Regions from separate parts of the Zea mays genome. Here region 2 is linked to region 1. Evidence: chromatin contacts called from public Hi-C data. All regions are on one chromosome and are shown on one strand. Each heading gives the region's core, a stretch centred on a gene start, on an enhancer-like site or on the middle of the called end of the contact. The rest is flanking DNA. Distances are from core to core; before and after follow the strand shown.

Region 1 (7,905 bases), core at 3,760-6,259:
ATCGATGATCCAACTTGAGCCCTCGAATGCATAAACCTACAAAACAAATTTAGGTCTTGTTCTTAGGTACCCAAACGGTCTTGGGTCCTTTTACATTAGAAACAAGCACCTTGGGTACCCAAACACAAGTCTTTGACCTCTTGTGTTTGCCCCCAACATATTTGGCAACTACTTTGCCTGATTTGTTAGTAAGCACATAGGAAGCATCAAAAGTCTTAAATGAAATGTTGTGATCATTTGATGCAATAGGAGATTTCTTCTTAGGCATTTTAACATGGGTAGAACGCCTAGAGCTAGAAGCCTCATTCTTATAAATAAAAGCATGGTGAGAAATAGAATGAGTCTTCTTAGCATGAATTCTCCTAATCTTATCCTCAGGATAACCAGCAGGATATAAAATTTAGCCCTCGTTATCCTGAGGCATGGGAGCCTTGCCCTTAACAAAATTCGACAATCTTTTAGGAGGGGCATTAAGCGTGACATTGTCTCCCTGTTGGAAGCCAATGCCATCCTTAATGCCAGGGCGTCTTCCACTATAAAGCATACTACGAGCAAATTTAAATTTCTCATTTTTCAGTTCATGCTCGGCAATTTTAGCATCTAGTTTAGCTATATGATCATTTTGTTGTTTAATCATAGCAAGGTGATCATGAATAGCATCAACATTAACATCTCTACATCTAGTGCAAATAGAGACATGATCAACCGTAGATGTAGAGGGTTTGCAATGATTTAATTTAACAATCTTAGCATGTAAAATAGCATTCTCATCTCTAAGATTGGAAATAGAAACATTGCAAACATCTAATTCCTTAGCCCTAGCAATTGATTTATCATTCTCAAACTTAAGGCTAGCAAGAGATTCATTCAACATGTCAATCTTAGCAATTAAACTAGCATTATCATTTCTAAGATTAACAATTGAATCATCACAAACATTTGATTTCTCAACCTTAGCAATTAATTTGGCATTTTCATTTCTAAGGCTAGAAATAGTGTCATGGCAAGTGCTAAGCTCACTAGTTAATTTTTCATTTTTCTCTACCTCCTGAGCATAAGCATTTTTAGTCTTAACATGCTTTTTGTTTTCCTTAATAAGGAAGTCCTCTTGGCTATCCAAGAGTTCATCCTTCTCATGAATAGCACTAATCAATTCATTCAATTTCTCTTTTTATTGCATGTTAAGATTGGCAAAAAGAGTAAGCAAGTCATCCTCATCATCACTAGAATTATCCTCATCACTAGAAGTTGCATACTTAGGGGAGGATCTAGATTTTACCTTCTTCTTCTTGCCGTCTTTTGCCATGAGGCACTTGTGGCCGACGTTGGGGAAGAGAAGACCTTTGTTGATGGCGATGTTGGCGGCGTCCTTGTCGTCGGAGGAGTCAGTGGAGCTCTCGTCGGAGTCCCACTCCCGGCAAACATGGGCATCGCCGCCCTTCTTCTTGTAATAACTCTTCTTCTTCTCCTTCTTCTTCCCCCTCTTGTCGTTATCCCTGTCACTATCACTAGACAAAGGACATTTAGCGATAAAATGACCGGGCTTACCACATTTGTAGCAAACCTTCTTGGAGCGGGGCTTGTATTCCTTCCCCCTCCTTTGCTTGAGGATTTGGCGGAAGCTCTTTATGATGAGCGCCATTTCCTTGTTGTCGAGCTTGGAGGCGTCAATGAGAAGCCTACTTGATGCAGACTCTTCTTTCTTCTCCTCCACCGCCTTGAATGCGACGGGTTGTGCCTCGGGTGTGGAGGAGGCGCCTTGCTCGATGATTTTCTTGGAGCCTTTGATCATCAATTCAAAGCTCACAAATTTTCCTATCACTTCCTTGAGAGACATTAGTTTATATCTTGGATCACCACGAATTAATTGAACCTGAGTAGGGTTAAGAAAAATAAGTGATCTAAGAATAACCTTGACCATTTCATGGTCATCCCATTTGGTGCTCCCGAGGTTGCGCACTTGATTTACCAAGGTCTTTAGCCGGTTGTACATGGCTTGCGGGTCTTCTCCTTGGTTGAGCATAAAACGACCGAGCTCCCCCTCGATCGTTTCCCTCTTGGTGATCTTGGTCACCTCGTCTCCATCGTGCGCGGTCTTGAGCACGTCCCAAATTTTCTTGGCGCTCTTCAACCCTTGCACCTTATTATACTCCTCTCGACTTAGAGAGGCAAGGAGTATAGTAGTGGCTTGGGAGTTGAAGTGCCGAATTTGGGCAACCTCGTCCGAGTCATAATCTTTATCCCCCGGCGACGGTACCTGCACTCCAAACTCAACAACGTCCCAAATACTAGCGTGGAGTGAGGTTAGGTGATGCCTCATTTTATCACTCCACATGTTATAATCTTCACCCTAAAAAACGGGTGGTTTGACTAGTGGGACGGAAAGTAAGGGAGTACGTTTTGAAATGCGAGGATAGCGTAGGGGGATCTTACTAAACTTCTTGCGCTCATGGCGCTTAGAAGTGACGGACGGCGCGTCGGAGCCGGAGGTGGATGGCGATGAAGAATCGGTCTCATAGTAGACCACTTTCTTCATCTTCTTCTTCTTGTCGCCACTCCGCTGCGACTTGTTGTGGGAGGGTGATTCTCCCTTTCCTTTGGAGCCGGACTCCCTTGATGGAGCCTTCCCGTGGCTTGTAGCGGGCTTCTCGTCGGTCATGACCTCCTTCTTGGCGTGATCTCCCGACATCACTTCGAGCGGGTAAGCTCTAATGAAGTACCAGGCTCTGATACCAATTGAAAGTCGCCTAGAGGGGAGGTGAATAGGCGGAATCTGAAATTAACAAACTTTAAGCACAACTACAAGTCGGGGTTAGCGTTAGAAATATAAACGAGTCCAAAAGAGAGGGCGAAAACAAATCAACCAAAGAAATAGAGTGGATGACACGGTGATTTGTTTTACCGAGATTCGGTTCTTGCAAACCCAATCCCCGTTGAGGTGGTCACAAAGACCGGGTCTCTTTCAACCCTTTCCCTCTCTCAAACGGTCACCTAGACCGAGTGAGCTTCTCTTCTCAATCAATCGGGACACTAAGTCCCCACAAGGACCACAACACAATTGGTGTCTCTTGCCTTGATTACAATTGAGTGGGAACAAGAAAGAAAGAAGAAGAAAAGCGATCCAAGCGCAAGAACTCAAAAGAACACAAATATCACTCTCTCACTAGTCACTATTTGATTGGAATGATCTTTGGACTTGGGAGAGGATTTGATCTCTTGTTTGTGTCTTGGAGTGAAGTTTAGAACTCTTGTATTGAATGGATGCCTTGAAGTGTTGGTGGTTGGCGGTATTTATAGCCCCAACCACCAAAGTGACCGTTGGGAGGGGCTGCTATCGTATGGCGCACCGGACACTGTCCGGTGCGCCAGCCACGTCACCCAACCGTTAGGGTTCGACCGTTGGAGCTCTGACAAGTGGGGCCACCGTACAGTCCGGTGGTGCACCGGACAGTTACTGTTCACTGTCCGGTGCGCCTTCTGGCGCTGCTCCGACTTCTGCGCGCGCAGGCGCGCACTGTTCACGTTCACTGTAGCCTTTTGCAGACGACCGTTGGCGCAGATAGTCGTTGCTCCGCTGGCTCACCGGACAGTTCGGTGTAACACCGGATAGTCCGATGAATTATAGCGGAGTGGCTTCCCCAAATTCTCGAAGCTGAGCAGTTCAAAGCCGTTCCTCCCTGGTGCACCAGACACTGTCCGGTGGCACACCTGACAGTCCGGTGCGCGAGACCAGGGCAGCCTTCGGTTGTCTTTTGCTCTTTTTATTTGAACCCTTTCTTGGACTTTATATTGGTTTATGTTGAACCTTTGGCACCTGTAGAACTCATAATCTAGAGCAAACTAGTTAGTCCAATAATTTGTGTTGGGCAATTCAACCACCAAAATTCATATAGGAAAAGGTTTGACCCTATGTCCCTTTCAAAACTCACACCTAAACACGCACCCTATAAGGTTTTTACCCACGGGCACGCGGGTAAAATGTGCCCGTTGCCATCCCTACCCTCTACTAAACTTCAAAGAAGAGCCTATTTTATAGAAAAATATAACGAGAATTACATTGTAATAGAATACATGTATTCTGAATTACAAAAAAACTAGATAACGCTTGTGACACTTTATAACAAATTTATCCATAGTTTTTTTACGAAATTATATTGTAATAGAATACATAAATAAATATATGTATTAATTGTTATAGATACATCTCAGAAGAGCAGCGGTCAAGCTGCTAGTTGGGTTCAGCTTAGATGGTGTAATGCTTGGCTGCTCAGTAATATATATTATTTAGGTCTATTACTGAGCTAAAATTATTTAGCACCTCCCCTAAGAATTTTGGACCCTGTGCAATCGCACTTGCATAAAGCCCAACCCTGCGTAGTGTCTCAAGTTTCTAGCTTAACCTTCCAATTAGACTCTGTTTCAAACCCCTCAAACTAATAATTAGCAGTTAAAATTAGCTGATAGATTTAGAACAGGTCGGCTAATAGACCAACTAATTGTTAGTTATATCTAGCTATTAATTGTTAGCTCCTTCAACTTAGCTAACAACTTATTAGCTGACTAACAATTAGCTCTAGAGGTTTGGAATATGAACTTATTAGCATGTGTTTATAAGATATTTAACAAAGTACGAAGACTTTGGCATATTTAGGTTATTTTGACACTATTATTTTGGAACCAAGCTAACACTTTTCTTCCAAAATGGATGCATGCATGTTTATAATATCTCTACTATACTTAAAGCACCAGTTTCAATGGTTGTCCTGCGTCATCTATTTACAAAAAAGTCCCTACATTTCTTCCAAATTAACTCACGTAAAATGTTTAAAAGCGATGTAGGAGGTGGGTTATGTTAAAAAGAGGTGCAGAAGGTGGAGTTTGAACCCACACCTCTCTACTAACTATTAAGGGTACAATGTAGACTGCCCCCACCGATTCCCCTACCCCGCGGATCACGCGCACGCCCGTTCCCCTCCCTACGCGCGCGAATCACGCGCCCGCCGCACAGGCCCGCCGCCATCGCCGATTCCCCTACCCCGCGGATCACGCGCACGCCCCCACCCCCCCAACCGCAATTCCCCTCCCTACGTGCGCGGATCACGCGCCCGTCGCCTTGCCCCTACGAATCCTGCCGCAAAACCCACCTACCGGCGCCACTACAGCACACCCGCCGCCATGCCGCTCCCTACGCCCGCAACGATCGCCTCCCTACGCGCGGGTGACCGGCAGCACCTCGTCTCTCTCGATGTGCCAATGGCGCCGCCTCCATCCTACCCAGTCTCCACCTCTGTCACCGCGTTCGTCAAGGAGGAGGACGCCCCAACCCCTTTGGTGGCCTCCCCGATGGCGCCGCCTCTGTCCTACCCGACCTCGAGTTCATTGAGATCCAGAAGGAGCAGGCGCAAACTTCTCCATGCACGGGAGGTCAAGCGGAGTATGCGCGAACTTCTTTGTGTTGTCGCCCGAGGCTGACTCCAGCATCTCCTTCCTGGCCAGATCCATGGAGGCATCGCAAGCCCAGATCCCGCTGTCGTTAGGAGCTAATGGTTGGTGCTCGTGTGGCACGGCAACGCGACGACGGAGCAAATCGGAGAGCCTCGGTCCGCCCTCCAATATGAGTTCATCTCCTTCCTGCTACTCCATTGCCTCTTTTGGACTCAATTCACTAAAATCTCCTTCTGTAATTACTATTGGCCGGAGTGGTACATTATTTGTGAATTCCTGATAATAAAAATCTCAGACAGAAGTCACAAGCAAGAAACATAAAAGAGTCCCCCACGCATAAAAATATGGAAATGACATGGCATCGAGTCCATGCTCCACTAAGTTTCCATCGGTATATAAAAGCATGAGCATCCATGCTCAGTACACATTCACACCCATATCATGCATATATGGATTATGAGAAAGTACATCGTTTGGTATTGTTTGTATAGGGTGCTCTGTTAAGTTCATGTCAGTAAAAGCGTAGGAGTTGTCTCATTTTGAGCAGAACAATTAATTTGTTATTAGGCACGAGTCTTTGTTTAGGGTTATGTCTCATGAAGTTTGGTACAATTCTAAATGTTGTAAAACACAATAAATCATTTTCTAAATGAGATATGTTTTTATTGCCGATGCGACTGTGATGCATGTTGTTCATTGATTTGGTAATGGTTAGAGCTTGCAGTCAGTTCTAGGTAGGAGTTGGGAAGGCTCAATACACCAATTGTACCCCAAATTCATTTCTGATTTTAGTGCTATATATATGTGAGACCAAATGTTTTTTTTCTAATGGGTCCCATAGTTTGTGATAACCTATCTGTGCCACTTATACACAAGACATTGTACAACACTATTGGTCTAGAATTTTATTTCTCACATGATGTTGCATATTTTGCTTTGCAATATAGTCAGACAAATTGTGTTGTCTATGAGGATCCCTTTGCCCTGCACATTTCATCACTGTTTGGCACTTTGGAGTTCCATAGTTCATGTTTAGCAGTGGCAGGATCTAGGCATAAGCTTTTCTAAATATGTTTAAACGCTAGATCTGACACCGATGTTCACTAGCGAATTTAGTTCCTCCTTGTTAAAAAAGTGAAAGTATATTAAATACATCAGCTTTTGTATTGAATATTTCATTATAGTGTGCCACTATGCCATCTACAATAAGTCGTAGATCACTTTCACTTGCATGAGCATTCACTGCAGTCCTCAACTCATTTATTTGCTAATTTTGGTCCTCTAGCCATCTAGCATATTCTATGTCAAAAGTCAACGCTCCTGCAACAAGTTTAAGGCAATTGTCAAAGATAATTAATTCTGTATTCCACTTTTTTTGTTGATTACTGATGCTGCCATTTGCTGTTTGTATTTTTTTTCAGGTACAAGGTTTTCATAAATCCGAGCATTAGTGATGTCCTGTGCACAACAACAATAGAGGCTCTTTCAATGGGGAAATTCATGATCTGCGCAAGACATCCATGAAATGAGTTTTTCATGTCATTTTCCGAACTGTTTGACATACAAGACTTCAGAGGAGTTTGTTGCGAGAGTGAAAGAGGCAATGGATAGAGAACCCCAACAGCTAACCCCTGAGCAAAGATACAACCTTTCATGGGAGGCAGCGACTGAGAGATTCATGGAGTACTCAGACCTTGACAAGGTTCTGAACAATGAGGCTGCTCAGCCTAAACAAGGTAGGAAAAGAAAGAATAAAAGAACCTCACAGCCTAATTTGTTCGACATCATGGATGGCGGTCTAGCGTTGGCCCATCGATGCTTAACCGGCAATGAGGTTCTCAGGCTGGCAACCGAAGCCATTCCTGGTACCCGGGACTACGATAAGAGCAATGTGTGGATATGGGTCTCTTGCCTCCTCAAGTACAACACCCTGTATATGGCTGGTGATGACTGATGAGCACCCAAAGCTAATCGTAGGTATATATGTACATAATAATACACCATGTTGCTCTTATGTCGACTAATGTTTGGAGTATTGTAATTGTAGCACGCATGACGACCTTTGGCCATTGTTTTGTACTTGCTAATAAGGTTCTTTCTCCTTAAATTTGGAGTTTTATTGCAGAAATGTGTAGTACATGGACATCAAAAGTTCATGACTCCAGAAGACTGTCAGCACAATATTGTCTGCTTTTGCCATTGAATTAGAGAAACATAGTCTTAAAAATTTAAGAGCATCTCTGGCCGCAGAGGGCGCGCCTGTGCCAACGACGGAAGCAAAGAAGCTGGCGTCCTCCATCGCGAGGTCCAAGCAGGAGATCACAGAGGACTTCTCGTCGATTGGCAGGACATGGCCCCCGCGGCGGTCTAAGAAGAGACCAGGTGCAACGACAACTCAATGTAAGAATTGCTGGATTTTGTCTCCCCTCCAAATTCAGTGTTTCATGAGATTTTTTCCCT
Region 2 (7,905 bases), core at 2,591-5,090, 280 kb after region 1:
TACAAAAAGTTCAGTTCTTATATGTATTGATTAGGTGTTGTTGTGTATTGATATCTCCACTACCACTTTGTCAAGACAGTTTTAATGAAAATATGTTTAAAATGATCTTAGCAGCCATGCATTCTTTCTTCATGGAACACCGTACTAAAAACACCAGCGCTGGCCTAGAGATGTCCAAACGGGCCGCCCGGCCCGGGCCCGGTGAAGCCCGGCCCGTTTTGGGCCCGGCCCGCCAGGCACGATTAAAAATCCGGGCCGGACCGGCTAAGCACGCAGGCTCAATTTCTTGTCCGAGCCCGGCCCGCAACGGGCCTAAACGGGCCGGGCCGGCCCGTTTAGCACGGGAAAAAACGGGCCGAAAAGCGGGCTATGCGGGCCGAAAAACACGTTTTAGTGTAAAAAAAGCGGGCTTAACGGGCTTAGAGCTAAACGGGCCGTGCCGGGCTAGCCCACCGTGCCTAATTTCCTGTCCGAGCCCGGCCCGCTTATTCGTGCCGGGCCGGCCCGGGCCCGCCTATAACCGGGCCGTGCCGGGCTCGGACCGGGCCCAAAAAACGGGCTTCGTGCCGGGCTCGCGGGCCTCGTGCTTATTGGACATCTATACGCTGGCCTGGATCTAAGACATGACACGTGGGCCTTTTTATTTTAGCCTTTTTACGAATTTATTTTACAAATACGTTTTTTTGTTTCATTTTAGAAAATAAACCCTCGGCTCGGCGGCGTCATTATTGCGAATGTCGATTTTCACTGGCGATTATCGCCTGTACAAATGATTATTTCTACTGACCTCTATTACTTATGGTTCTGAAAAATGTCAGTGTAAATAAGTTCACAATCACCTCTATAAGAGCATGTTCGGTTATTTTCAATCCATATAGATTGAAGGAGATTGATACGGATTATGAGATATTTTGACTTACTAGAGATTAAAACCCCCTCAATCCCTCTCAATCCATATGGATTACGGTAAAACCGAACAAACTCTGAAACTTTTATGCAGTTGTTGCGAACGTCGAGGAAAGGTGGGCAGTTCACAATCTGTGAAGACATCCTGAAAGCACTTTAGGAGTTTAATTTGATCTCCTCTAGCTAGAAGCACATCGATGATGTGGAGTACATCAGTCTAATTGGCACTCATGTCTTTGAATAACCTGTCATTTGACAAGATCTAGTCCCATGCATGTAATATATTAAACTGTCGTCGTTGAGTTGTGCACAGTTCGCCGGTTCGAGTAAAACTTTCGGTTCGTCACTTCGTCGTGACACAGCCAGCTCTTGGGTAGATGTCAGATCAGACGTGGACAGGAAGAACGCATGTCATCATCCCTCGGGCAAGACCCGCACCCCGTGGTCCTATTTTTGCATATAAATAAACTTGGAACTATTTACACACGTTCTTCGTTTCCAAACAGTATGGCACCATTGCACGCACGCACGCACGCAAAAACGCTACCTGTGTGCGAAGCTCTTGAGCCCGCCGGCCACACCGTCGATCTTCTGCGTGTGGAGAAACTTCTTGGTCGCCACCCTGTGGAGCTTCTTCAGCTTCCTACCGTTGCCGTCCGGATGCTTCTCGCCGCCGTCGTCCTCGGCATCCTGATGGTCCTGCCAGTGCACGGAACCGCTGTGGTGCGCCGTCTCGGCTTCGGCTTCGGCTTCGGCTTCGGCGGCGGCGTCACACTCTAGGCTAGGCCGCCTCCTGGACTTGGTGCGCTTGGGGTCGCAGGCGACGGCGTCGGCGTGGAGGACGTCCTCGATCCGAGACAGAACCGCGAAGGCTAGGCTCTCGAGGGTCCTGGAGTAGCTCTCCAGGATGGCGTACCCGACGTCCTGCAGAAACGCAACGGACAGCAGCATGCACCACGTTGGTTCAGTTCGGTGGCAAAAGCCGCAGCTGGAGAAGATGTGGCTCGTCTTTTAGTTCTGTACCGTGTTGTACTGGATCTTGCTGATGTCGAGCGCCGACTGAGGGATGCCGGGGAACCTGTGCTTGAGGATGAGCAGGGCGGTCTGCGCCCGCTCCTCGAACTCCTCCCGCTTCTCCAGGCTGACGCCGGCGGGGCCCCACGAGAGCTTGTTGCTGATCTTCCGGTGCCAGATGACGACGGAGGCCTCGATCCGGTCCTTGAGGTCCACGATCTTGTGCTCCGTCGACAGGTCCACGGACTGCAGGAGCTCGTTGGGGTCGAAGACGTCGTCGGTTATGATCTTGTACATGGAGTCTCCAAGAATGGACCTTCCGTTCTGCAAGGTGAGCAGCGCATTTTTTCCCCCTTTCTTTATCTACAGAACGAAATTTTGGCAGCCGGGCAGCCCCCGGGTCGTATGGAATATCAATCACCTTCGGCAGGGACTCGATATACTCCTCGGGGATCTCCATCTCCGCGATGACGTCGGCGTTGATGGCCATGGCCGCCTTGAGAACTTGCCCCACGAGGTCCTTCTGGTGCTGGAGCCACTTCCTGGACGCGTCCGACAGGCCCTCGGCGGGGACCCTCACCGTCGGGATCCACCATTTGTCGCACGTGCTGTCGTCGTCGTCCTCGCCCCCGTCCGCGTCCTTCGCCACGTACCAGAACTCCTGGGCCTCGCCGAAACTGTCCAGATACTCCTGTTCCGCGGCAGAAAAGAAAACAAAACGTCGAGATGAATTCAGAAAAACCCGGCCGGAGCCGTTGCATTGCATCTGTATATTTGATTGCGTGTGCTGTAAAGAAAGATACGATATCGTCGTGCTTACTAGGAGCATCGCGTCGAGTTTTCGCAAGGCGGGGATGTTGACGAGGAGATCCCCGCGCTGCTGAGTGCCCATCACCTGATTGGAGGACGAAATACATGTCAGTGCAAGCGCGCAGGGTGAAATTGGCGTCGCAATTGCTATGCTGACCTCGATGTTAGTTCCGTCCTCGGACACCTGCTGCGAGGGAGAGAATTCGACGATGTGGTCGGCGACCGACAAGAGCCAGTCGATCTCCTTGTTCCACCGCGCCCTCCGCTCCGCGGACATGGGCTCGAGGCGGCGCTGCTCCCCGAATATGGAGGCCGCGAGATTTGTGATGGCGTTGGAGAGAGCGAGAGCGGAGGACACCCCTTTGCCCGTGCCGGACATGTCCTCCCCGAGCAGCAGCTTGGCGAACTTATCCTTCATCAAATCTAAATCTGCAGTGCAGTCAATCCCAACACAGCACAAATGGTACTCATTCAGGCAGGTCACCCTGATTAAAAACTCAGACAGATGTTCTCGCAGAAGAAGAACACAAGCAGATAGATGGCTAGCAATAATAACGGTGATAGATCACATCACCTGAAGGCGGCCCACTGTCGCGGACGGTCCTCGATGGCACCGGCGGCAGGTCCTGGGACCGGCCGGGAGTGGCCCGCGAGCCGTGGCTCCTGGACAGCACCCGTCTCTGCAGCGGTGGCGCCGCCACGGTGGTGGGCGCGTCGTCGTCGTCCTCTGCCATCATGCCGCTCCTGACGCTGCTGCCACGCGGAGACGACGGCGTGGAGGAGGAGGACGAGAACGAGGGGCTGGGCGAAACGGCCCGGCGCCTCCTCGACAGGAGCCTGTCGAGGCTGTGGCCGCGCCGCAGGAACCCACCGACCATCACAGGGTCATGCGGAGAGGAAACCGTTCACGCGCGCGCCCGCCCGCCGTGATGTTGACGCGGGCCGGGTGGAGCACCGGCAGCAGGTCGAGACGGCGCTGTGTGAGCTAGCTGGACGCGTGCATGGCCCGCCCGCCGGAGCTCGATGACGCACGACGGGATGGGTCGTGAGAGCGCGCGCAAGGGAGGCAGGACACCCGGCCTGCCTTCCTGCCTCGCCACTGCTAGAGGAAGGGGAGGCCTTGGAACTTTTGTGTTGCTGTGCGTGCCTTGTGCGCGCGTGCATGGCCAGCCCTCCCCCCCGGACCGGCACAGGCGCGCGCACGATTGTCTGCCACCGTCGACGGTGGGCGTGGTCGTGCTGGGGAGCAAGCCAAAGTTGGCAAACCAAAGCCAAGCAGGGAACGCGCCGTAGTTGAGGCCAAATTTAAGTGGCCTGCTCTATTTTCCTTTTTTATAGAAAGGCCACTAGAGATTTGCCGGGATTTTATTATTAGACGACAAAAGGAGTTACTAAATTCTGGTGAATTTTATTTTTCTTTCAGGAAACGATGGCTGCATATATTCAATGCTAAAATTGCATATTTGATTTGTTGTAATTTTTTTAGATATAACCTGTATTTTTTTCCGATTTAAGAATAAAATATCTGATAGGTAAAGTCCGCATGGTAATGCTTACCCATACCCACGACATAAAATTATAACCGTTAAAAAACTGATATGAAATTATACTCATATTGGTACCCTCATGGGTAATTTTTGTACCTATATAATTTTTACTTTTTAAAATTGTGTGTAATATATTATGTAAACTTGTTGTATGTGTTGTCTTGAGTATAAGTTTGGTGTTTGGTTTTTACCGAAAACTGAAGTAAAAAACCGAAACCGAATTTCTTGGTTTTTCATTTTCTAGAAAACCGATCGATTCTGATGTCCGAAAAAACAATGTTTTTTAAAACCAAAAAGCCGAACTGAAGTTTAAAAAAACTGAATGTCCATCCCTAGATGTAGAACATGCCATTGGGGTGCTTTAAGCTAAGTATCATGGTACCCGTTGGATCTTTAAAATATAGTGGATTGCATTGTTATCTTGCACAACGTGAGCATCGAGTACGAACAAGGCATGTATAGCTAAGAATTGAAGACCATGATGAAGGGACACATCCATGTCTGAGTCCAAACCGCAAAAACCTTGATGTGCACGAGCTAATTCAGAATTATAGGAAAATACAAAACAGGGAGGGTCATTTCTTTTGACACCCCGAGAACCACTCCTAGAAAATTTATCGAACTCGTTTTAAATCCAAAATATTTTTTAAAATTTTGTTCTCAAAAGAATTGTGCGTGTTCGATCTCAACAAAGAAAAAATTGTGCGTATGATGATCTCAAAAAAATATTCGTGTGAAGTCTCGTAAAATTTTCTATAAATACTCTACACATAAATTCTTTTTAAATTCCTCCAAAATGTTTTATAGATATTTTATAAATAATTTCATAAAAATCCATATTAGAATCCCTAGAAAAATATTTTCCCTTTCTCTCTTTTTGGCCCATCTCGGTCTATATGGCTCAATTCCGAAGTCTCTCTCCCAATGGACTTTTTGTGCCCTTTGGATCTTTGGAATTAAATTCTGTTCTAATAATCATAATTTAGACATAGATCAATTAAGCTAATATAGTTTATATAGAATATATTTGTATACTACAATTGATCATATGTGAGAGATATTAATATGCTACATTTATATAATAGGGGAGCGAGCCGAAGGACGTGTTATCAATTGCAGAATAGAAACACTGAGTGATGATATATAAAATCAATTTCCACATCTCATCCTATAAATTTGATATAGGCTTATATCTGAACTTTGGAAAGTGACAGAATACTAAATTCCAGGCCAAATAACCTATTCTATTAAGTAGATTCTGATTTCTTTAAAATAAAGGGATACAAAGGACCCCTAAAGCAAAACTTAGAGTTTCCTTTGGAGCAAACTTTAGAGATACTTCTAATCATAACTCCAAAGCTTCCTCTAAATATAGCTCTAAAAGTCATTCAAATGGTGGCCTTGCCTATAAATGGAGGGACAAGGGGATAACTCAAACTCGTCCCTTGGTTGTTCACTCACTCCCACACAAACACATTACAACCACACTCTAGCCACGCTACAGCTATATGTGCAATAGTTCATCCGTTCGTTTATTATTCACCATTCGTTCATTCAATTCTTCATCATTCATTCATTGGCCTTCATTCGTTTGATGTTCATTCGTTTGTTCATCGTTTGTTTGTTTGTTGTTCGTTTATCGTTTGTTCATTATTCGTCTGGTGTTCATCCGTTCATCATGCTGCTATGCGCAGACTTTGTATTTTTCTTTTTCAGCTCACATAAATTTGTCAAGCCAATGTCTCAGTCATACAAACTCTAATAATTATGGTTTTTATTTATAAATTCATCTAAAATTAAGCTCTATGCAGCCATGATGGCCGTCTGAGCTTAGCCATTGCTCAGAATTGTCTAAGTCACAACCTAGTTTTGCATATCTATGTATGCCTCATGTGACGCTATAGGCACAAACAGTCGACACCAGCATGAACATCTGTTCATGAGCAATCCAAAAATATTTTATGTTACTATAGAACTCAAAAAAATACATTCATATTTTCAATTTTCCAAATATGCAAATTTTGAAATATTATAGAAATATTCATTTACTCCTTTTATAATTCCTCATATGAGTAAACATTTCATAGCTCCTCCATCCAAACTCCGATTTTGACAGTTCTTGTTCCTAAAATCTTATTAAACCACCCGATACCCAAACATGCCCTCCCTTGAGCATGGTTCGTAATCTAAAATAAAAATAAAAATACCAATGTCCATATTTTGCTCATAATACTTTGGTTTGAACTTAGATTTGGACAATTCTTTTACTATTATTCTCATAACTCCGATATCTTCTCTACTAAGTCGTCTTTGACCGATATACCCCAGCTTCAAATACACCTAGAAGGCTATCTTCTTCCTTCCCACACACTCGACACCACAAGCCATGTAAACCTCAGCACACTAAGTACTCCACTTTACTTTCATAAACTAATAAGAGGCCTAGTATTAGTTCATATTTGATCTACCCATAAACACAAGTAAGCATCTCCACTCCATCATGAGCAATATCACAACGCCGCATCCACTCTCATTTGGCATGCAACCTCATATTAGCAGCTTACAAATACTTGCAAAAGCAACTTGCAAGACAAGCTCTACTCAAAACTTTATTCGTCCACTCATCATCATTTATTACCATTATACTAAATATTTATTGATATACTCGTTAGTTTGTATGTTTGTTTATTCATGTTGTGTAGTTATTGTAGTGCTCGCGCTGTAACATGAAGGCCAGTTCTACAAGTCTACGCTAGACGTTGAATCTATAATTCAGTTCTACGAGCTCTCGCCTTTTCACCGGTTAAAGCAATGGTAAGCACAATGAATCCCTTTGATATATAAATAACCTACATTTCAAACACAATCCTTAGCGTGTTTTTATATATGCATTGTATTATTTTGCTGCTAAGGGACATGATGATATAACCATCCAACCTTATACATCACTTCAAAATGATTTATGCAGAAAACTCTTTACAAATTATTTCACAAAGGATTTGGAAAAAGGTGTGAGTTTTTTCAAAATAAAAAGGGGTTTGGTGTACAAAAAATAAAGTGAGCAGTTATCGTCGGCACTATCTAGACTAAGACGGTTGGAATTCTTTAATTTAAAACGAATCAGAAGGAGTTTGGCTCAACCGGTATAGGTGTGAGTAGGAAAGATTGTTTTGTCTCATATAAGGACCGAGTTGTTGTTTTAGCTTGCCAAACTCCATAAGTGCAACCACTTAAGATTGTATGGGCAATCACTTGATCAAAACATGCATACGCTATCCTCAAGATTACAGGTGGTGGGGTGAGCACCAGTAGGAAAAGGAAGGGAAAATGTTTTAGTCCTAGTGTTGGACGTAGGGGTGGCCTTGTTCCTCTTAGGGCAGTCACTAGGGTGATGTCACATAGGCAAAAGTTGAGTTTTGTCGTGTAGGCCAAAATTGGGTTTGAGTTAGGCCTCGCTACAGGGAGTGTCTCGGGTCTAAATTATGTGGCTAAAGTGAACCTGTACATAGCATTACAATATATTCAAATAGTATATGTCCACTAGTGATTTGTTTTTGAAAATATTTAGAAAAAAAGTTTCGAGAGGTACAACGGTTGAGCTATGAGCTATGGTGGAAGGGAAGTCCAG

What was found. A called contact is a pair of places that touch in the nucleus more often than the background predicts.
Region 2: a Hi-C map of ear shows a contact between it and region 1, with 2.4 times the contacts expected there. The contact joins the promoter of LOC100191433 here to the promoter of LOC100274517 in region 1. A contact is called at or near these places in 3 of 25 Hi-C or Micro-C datasets (ear and tassel).

The regions. Positions count from the first base shown.
Region 1 is chr3:214,800,100-214,808,004 of Zm-B73-REFERENCE-NAM-5.0, forward strand. LOC100274517 reads left to right here and starts at 5,010. Exons shown (of 3, transcript NM_001148874.1): 1 at 5,010-5,600; 2 at 6,867-7,422; 3 at 7,571-7,905. The coding sequence starts at 6,971. The coding sequence ends at 7,399.
Region 2 is chr3:215,084,926-215,092,830 of Zm-B73-REFERENCE-NAM-5.0, forward strand. It overlaps LOC100191433, which reads right to left and starts at 3,841. Exons shown (of 6, transcript NM_001136866.1): 1 at 3,305-3,841; 2 at 2,888-3,159; 3 at 2,741-2,815; 4 at 2,342-2,611; 5 at 1,930-2,244; 6 at 1,322-1,830. The coding sequence starts at 3,608. The coding sequence ends at 1,450.